2 separate regions of the Mus musculus genome follow, and region 1 is linked to region 2. A link is a contact called in public HiChIP or PLAC-seq data. All regions are on one chromosome and are shown on one strand. Each heading gives the region's core, a stretch centred on a gene start, on an enhancer-like site or on the middle of the called end of the contact. The rest is flanking DNA. Distances are from core to core; before and after follow the strand shown.

The links. HiChIP or PLAC-seq counts read pairs in DNA pulled down with a chosen protein or histone mark.
Region 1: an H3K27ac HiChIP or PLAC-seq map of embryonic stem cells shows a contact between it and region 2, with 9 read pairs. The contact joins the promoter of Actr10 here to the enhancer-like site in region 2. A contact is called at or near these places in 2 of 39 promoter capture datasets (both in the C10 cell line), 1 of 484 Hi-C or Micro-C datasets (embryonic stem cells), 6 of 115 datasets of contacts at active chromatin or transcription factors (bone marrow-derived macrophages, embryonic stem cells, pancreatic cancer cells and 1 more) and 1 of 9 other capture datasets (adipose tissue).

The regions. Positions count from the first base shown.
Region 1 is chr12:70,936,072-70,939,230 of GRCm38.p6, forward strand. It overlaps Actr10 (ARP10 actin-related protein 10), which reads left to right and starts at 1,786. Exons shown (of 13, transcript NM_019785.2): 1 at 1,786-1,960. The coding sequence starts at 1,884.
Region 2 is chr12:70,711,065-70,714,005 of GRCm38.p6, forward strand. No RefSeq gene overlaps it. Among named protein-coding and RNA genes, the nearest start is that of Gm32322, 19 kb to the left of the region's middle. Within about 2 kb of position 1,462, at least 165 of the 459 cell types and tissues checked have an H3K27ac peak or open chromatin away from gene starts, as enhancers often do. A contact at or near this core is called in adipose tissue, bone marrow-derived macrophages, embryonic stem cells and 1 more, where this site is marked.

The DNA.
Region 1 (3,159 bases), core at 536-3,035, 230 kb after region 2:
TTGTAATGAGATTATTAGGTGATTTCATGAGCAGTATTTCATAGGTTTGCAGTGAGAAAGGGACTGAGAAGATGAAGATCAAAGGTCACACAGGTTAAGCATGTTTCAGGCTTGAACATAGTTTATTGGCTGTTTTAATGTTCTTGTTTGAACAGTTTCTATTATCTTCAGTTTTCAAATTAAAATGCAAATACATTGTTCACCTCTTTTCGTTTCCATCCTCGCTCTAACCCTTCCTGTGCCACACCTTTGCTCTCTCAAATCGATGGTCTCTGTTTCTTTAATCTCATTACACACACACACACACACACACACACACACACACACACCAGCTTGTGTGTGTCTGTTTATGAATATCATGGTTGGGTAAGACTGGTTTCCCTTCTTTGAAAGCTTGTATGGAGCCTTCTGGTACCATGAAAGCTAGTTCTCAGGGAGGAGGCTTTCTGGTTAGAACCTCTGGGTCCTCTGTCTAAAGTGCATGGTGTCTTAGCAACAACGACTTATCCTCAACCTCTGCAATGCAACTAAGAGCAACAGCAAAGCTTGTTTGGGGAGTTTCTTGGACATCTCTGACAAACTGCTCAAACAGCATCTCCTTGCCCAGTGCTGGGATTTTTGTTAGATGACTGTGAGAAAATGTCTCTTTTGCAGACTGTCTGGACAGTTTTTTCAGTTGGGTCAACATTCTTTGCTTCCAGCCAGCAAGAGAAATAAATCAGGGTTTTTTTTGTTTGTTTGTTTTTTTAATGTACTCTTAAATCTTTCTTTTTAAAAAATACTCCACAAGAGGTTCCATTCAAACATCTGAGATTATTAAGGAATATATTTGTTTTGTGTTCATTCTTTTTTTCTTTCTGCTAAAATAACCACGATATTCTCCTTATTAAATTTTTATTTATTTGTTCTCGATTTCATGTATATGCTTTGATCATATCTTTGCATCTTGCCACCATGACACCTGGTTTCTCCTCTTCTAGAAATCCAATCAATCTCCCCAGCAACAGGCAAGAACTGCTGTCTTAGTAACTATTCTATTTCTGGGAAGAGACAACATGACTAAGACAACTCTTATAAAAGGAATCGTCAATCGGGGACCTGCTTACAGTTTTAGTTAATGATGGGGGGGTGGGGTGGCGGGCAGGCATGGCAATGAAGCAGTAGCTGAGAGCTTTACATCTTAATTGCCAGGCAACAAGGGTCCGGGGTGGGGGTTGGGGGCAGAGGAGGCAGGGAGGAGAGAGCTGCGCCTAGTGTGGGCTTTTTAAACCCCAAAGTCCACTCCCAGTGACACACCTCCTCCAAGGTCAAATCTCCATATCCTTCCAAAACTGTTCCAGTCCTCGGTGACTAAGCATTCAAACAGATGAGCCTAGGCGCGCGGGGGGGGGGGGGGGGGGGGCGTTCGCATGTAAACCACCACAAATACTGCTGTAATTAAGGAGCATTTCCGCCTTCCCAATCCAAGTTTTGAATTTAGATCTTAGGATCCTTTTCTAGAACTGCTTCGGGGAGAGTGAAAGCCAATCTCTTCTGAGCAGACTCTATCTTGTGTGTTCATTGCGGCGACTAAATGTCATGATAAACGACCAACACAGAACTGGAGAATGAGAAAGCGATCTCAAGTTCCTGCCTCCCCTCCTAAGCCGCTAAAAATCCTTACTACGCCGCGCAGGCGCCCCCGGCCGCTGAGCGAGAGGACCCGGGAGGCTCCGCCCCTCTAAGGTGTCCGGCGCGCCTGACCGCCTCGGCCTCCGCGACGTCAGGCCTCTCCTTGGCCAGCCCGGGTCCTCGGCTTTGTGAGGACCCCGCCCCGCCCCCGCGCTGAGGCAGCCCCCCCGCCGGGCGGACCACTTCACCCTCTCTACGTCGGTCTCTCAAAGATGCCGCTCTACGAGGGCCTTGGGAGCGGCGGCGAGAAGACAGCAGTCGTGATCGACCTAGGAGAAGCTTTCACCAAGTGAGTGGCCATGGGCGGCTGTGGGCCCGAGGGACGTGCCGGTGGTCCCGGACTGGCAACCGTCTTTAGGCCCGCTGGGCACCCGGGACCTTCCCCCGGCGATCCCGCGAATGCTAGCTCACATCGTTGCCTTAAGGCAAAGCTCAGTCCACACTCAGTGATGAATGTGTTGTCAGGGAGGACTCTCTTGGGCAATGCGAACCTGTAGGATCTGGTGGCCTGAGTGGGATCTGGACTCCTAGAGAAGCCCAGGAAGCTCGGGGAACGGTGTCCCCCACCCCACCCCCGTCTAAGGTGATCAGGGGCCATCACTTTAACTTTTGACAGCGATGACCCAGATTGTGCTTGCCTCTGGCTGGGTCAGATTGGAAGGAAACCATCGAATTGTAACGCTTGCTGACTCTTTCCACCATAAAACATTTATGGGATGGAGCCCCATTGGTTCTGGAAATAGATTGTTCTCCAGGAGTGTAGGAAATCAGCTATGGAGCCCTGGCACATGAAGACAGGAAGCCGCATAGAAATGAGACGGGAAATTGTTGGTTACCTTATAATACTCTTAGACCCACATTTTGCACTTTAAAAAAGCAGTTTGTAAGCACGGGAGTAGTGGTCCTCGAAGTGGCAGTCAAAGGTAGAGATAGCAAAACACAAATTCACAAGCCTTGGAACATCTGGACAGTATGAGAGGATGCTGGACGGTTTTAAGTTCTTTGGACCATCCATTTAAGAGTCCTTGTATTGGACTCAAGAACAACACAGAATTACATGACATATATGTATATATAAAGTGATGTTGTGTATGAAATACATATTAGGCTCCAGAAAGCTGAGAGTTCCATCATATATACATATTATGTGTTTGAGGTGAAGTTATATATGAAACAGATGTGTGGATTATTTTTGCATATTTTAAACACTTCCTAACCTGTAATAGATGTTAAGCAACTATTAAATAAATGGTCATAAGAACAGACTTAAAAATTGGTCCTTAGAAGCTACAGAATTGGATTAAACATAGTTCTTGATTATCCTCTCCTTCTCTGACTCTCCCATATTCATCTTACTTTTTTAAAAAACATTAATATAATAAGTAGAGATTACTACCTGAAAATAATTATTGTGGCTATACATTGAAAATATAAATTATTATATAGGGATGTGATTGAAGACAGAAGGACATAAAAGTTTTCAAAGGC
Region 2 (2,941 bases), core at 212-2,711:
ACATTCAACTTCCTGTTTTTGTCTTCTTGTCATTGCTAAGAAGCCATTGCCTGTCCCAAGGTCAAGCATTTCTCTTCTGAAAGTCTTGGCTATTGCACTTAGAGTGGCTCTTTATAGTTTGAGATGATTCCCCATTGTGATGTGAAGGAGAGGAGCCGTTTCAGCCTCTTGCATGTGGATACCCAGGCGTGCTGGCACTGTTACAGGAAATCTATTCTTCAGTCTGTCTCAGCACTGTCATCAGAAACTCCTTTGTAGGAAAAACTCCTTTGTAAATTAGAAAGGCCCTGTCTCCTCCTGACCTGTCAGTGCTGTCTGATTGATCTATGTGTCTACCCGTAGCACAGTGCCTTGATTCCTGCCGCTTCTTGCTAAGTTCTAAACTTGGGAAGTGTGTCTTCTTCATTTTTCGTTTCCCACGCCATTTTGGCTAAGTCCTGTGGGTTTCCGTGTGTATCTGGGAATTTCTACAAAGAACTAATTTGGGATGTTGGTGGGGTGACTTAAAACATGGTCTCTGAATAACACATCTTATAGCTTCCAGTTCCCCAACACCAGCTGCTTCATTTAGATATCTGAAAATTCTTTCAATGGTGTCCTGTTATTTTCAACATCCTAAACTTGAATTTCTGTGGTTAAATTCGCTCCTGATGAGTGTTTTGTTCTTTCTTGATGCTGTTATAAATGAAATTGTTTTATAATTTTTTAATGTTCGTTGCTACTGGATTTGTACATTGTACTGCTAGTACACAGCAATGTAAAGTTGACATGTATACATTGATCATTCCCTCGTGTGTCCTTCTTGTCCTCCTCTACCTTCCCTCTCTCTCTTATTCTCCATACTCTTCTTCCCTCCTTTCTCACTCCCTCCCATTCTCTTTCCCTCTTTCTCCTTCTTTCCTTCCCCTCCCCATTACTTACTACTCTCCCTCTTCTCTTTCTTTCTCCCTCCTCCTATCTCCCTCCTCACACTGCATCCCCCTGCCCCACATCTCTGACTTGTCTTCCCCTCTATTCTTCTCTATCAGCTAAGCTGCTGTTGTCACTGCATTTTGCCGATGCTGCTCCCTCTGTCTGGATTTCACCTCTCATGTGTGATCTTCTGGCTCATCCTTTGGCTCGAGCACATGGGCTGCCACTATGCCAGTCTATGTGTCCTGGGTTTGGGGCAGCTGCAATACTGAGTCTCTATTGGTTTACCTCCCCGTAGTCCCTCATTTGCACTACCCATTGACTAAGGTTGCATCTATGAGTCTTTGCCCACTATAATTTCCTTATATAATATAAGGTTTGCCACCTGCAAAATACCCAGCATGAAGAGCACTCAACAAATCATTCTTTGGATGAAAGAAAGAGCAGTTAACACTTGGGGAAAACAGCTCTTGCTAAGAACTCTAGGGTGTGTGTAGGTGGGGCACATACCACCTACAGAACCAATCTGGCCTCCTTCGGCAGCATTGCATTCCAGAATGGAATGTGATCATCTTGGGAGAGCAGAGGCACAGAGATCCAGGCCAGTTAACTCTTCTGTGGTTGTTTCTCTACCAAAACTCCCTGCCTGGGGGTAGGAAAGTCAGAAAGAAAATTTCAGTTCCCTGAATCATTTGTAAGTGAATAAACTGTCTGACTCCTTTGCTTTTTTACCTGTCCTGAGGTACAGCTGACTTCTGCTGGGGGGAAGGGAAGAGATGCAGGATTTTCCTTGCCAAATTCCTTTTCCCTAACAAATAGGGAAATTCCTGACCAGCTGTTGCAGTGAGTAGAAAGAAAAATATTCCCTTGGAACCCTGCGGCAGAAGACACTTTGTGTGCTGGCTCCTCTCAACGAGTGTCTAGAGCCTTCCAACTACTGCTCTCTCACCCGGGGTTCTTCATAAATCTCAGAAGCAGCAGCCGGTGTTTTGTTTTGTTCTGAGTTGGAATTTCCTTTAGCTTCAACTCTGGTGTTCAGAGGGCAGGATAAAGCCTAGAACATCAGGAGGGAGACTGGGGGTGATAGACAGGAGAGGGAGGAATGAGCCCAGGCTGAGATGGGCTGCAGCTACTCCTGATGTGGGATGGACCATCCACCCCATCTGGGACTCCACAGTCTGCGGCCTGGCCAACAGAGGAGATCCATTTACATTTGGGGATATTATCATATTGAACTAGGCTTAGGCTTCCTGTATGAATTGAGCTTTGCTGCTGGGTGTGCTGAGACCTTTAGACACACAGAGTAATGTACTGTGAGACTGAAACACTGCTATGTAGGCATCTCTGTTCTAGCTCGGGAGTCTCCATCACCTAGCCTAGCACGAGGCCTGGATCAGAGTGCAGCTTAGCTGAAAGGACAGAGTGTTTAAATAAGATGATGTAAATTAGGTTTTCCCTTCCTCTAAACCAAAGGGTGCAAATGTCCACAGCACTTCAGTCACTTAGGGGAGGTAGGTCACCAGTCAGGAACAAATCCTGTGAGTAAATAAGTCAAGTCATTATTTTACCATCAATTAAAAAAAAAAAAATCCAAGAAAATTGATTTCAAAATGAAAACACATAGCTTACTGTGTGTATGTTCTGAAATGCTTTGTCAGAGGAGACGACACGTGTTTATACTGGAACAAAAATGAAAGGGGAAGTTTGTAAACGCAGTGCTCGCCCTCCTACCCTGTCAGCAATGTGTGTCCGGTCAAAGTTACCTGATGAGGCTGTTGGTGCTGGCTTGGTTTTGGTGGAGGAGATTGGGGGTTGGAAGGGGGAGGGTGTTGTTGTTTGGGTTGGGTTGGGTTGAGTTGTGGTTGTGGTTTTTTGCTTATTGATGTCAAAATATCTCTCTACTTAAACGGAGAAAAACGACTTCAGCAAACTGTTCTAAGGTCAGTAGTGCTGTGTACAGTGCCTTGAACCTCGGGTTTCTGAGGATTTCTGGGCACATTTCCAGTCGCTTCCGATCAAGTTTGCCTCT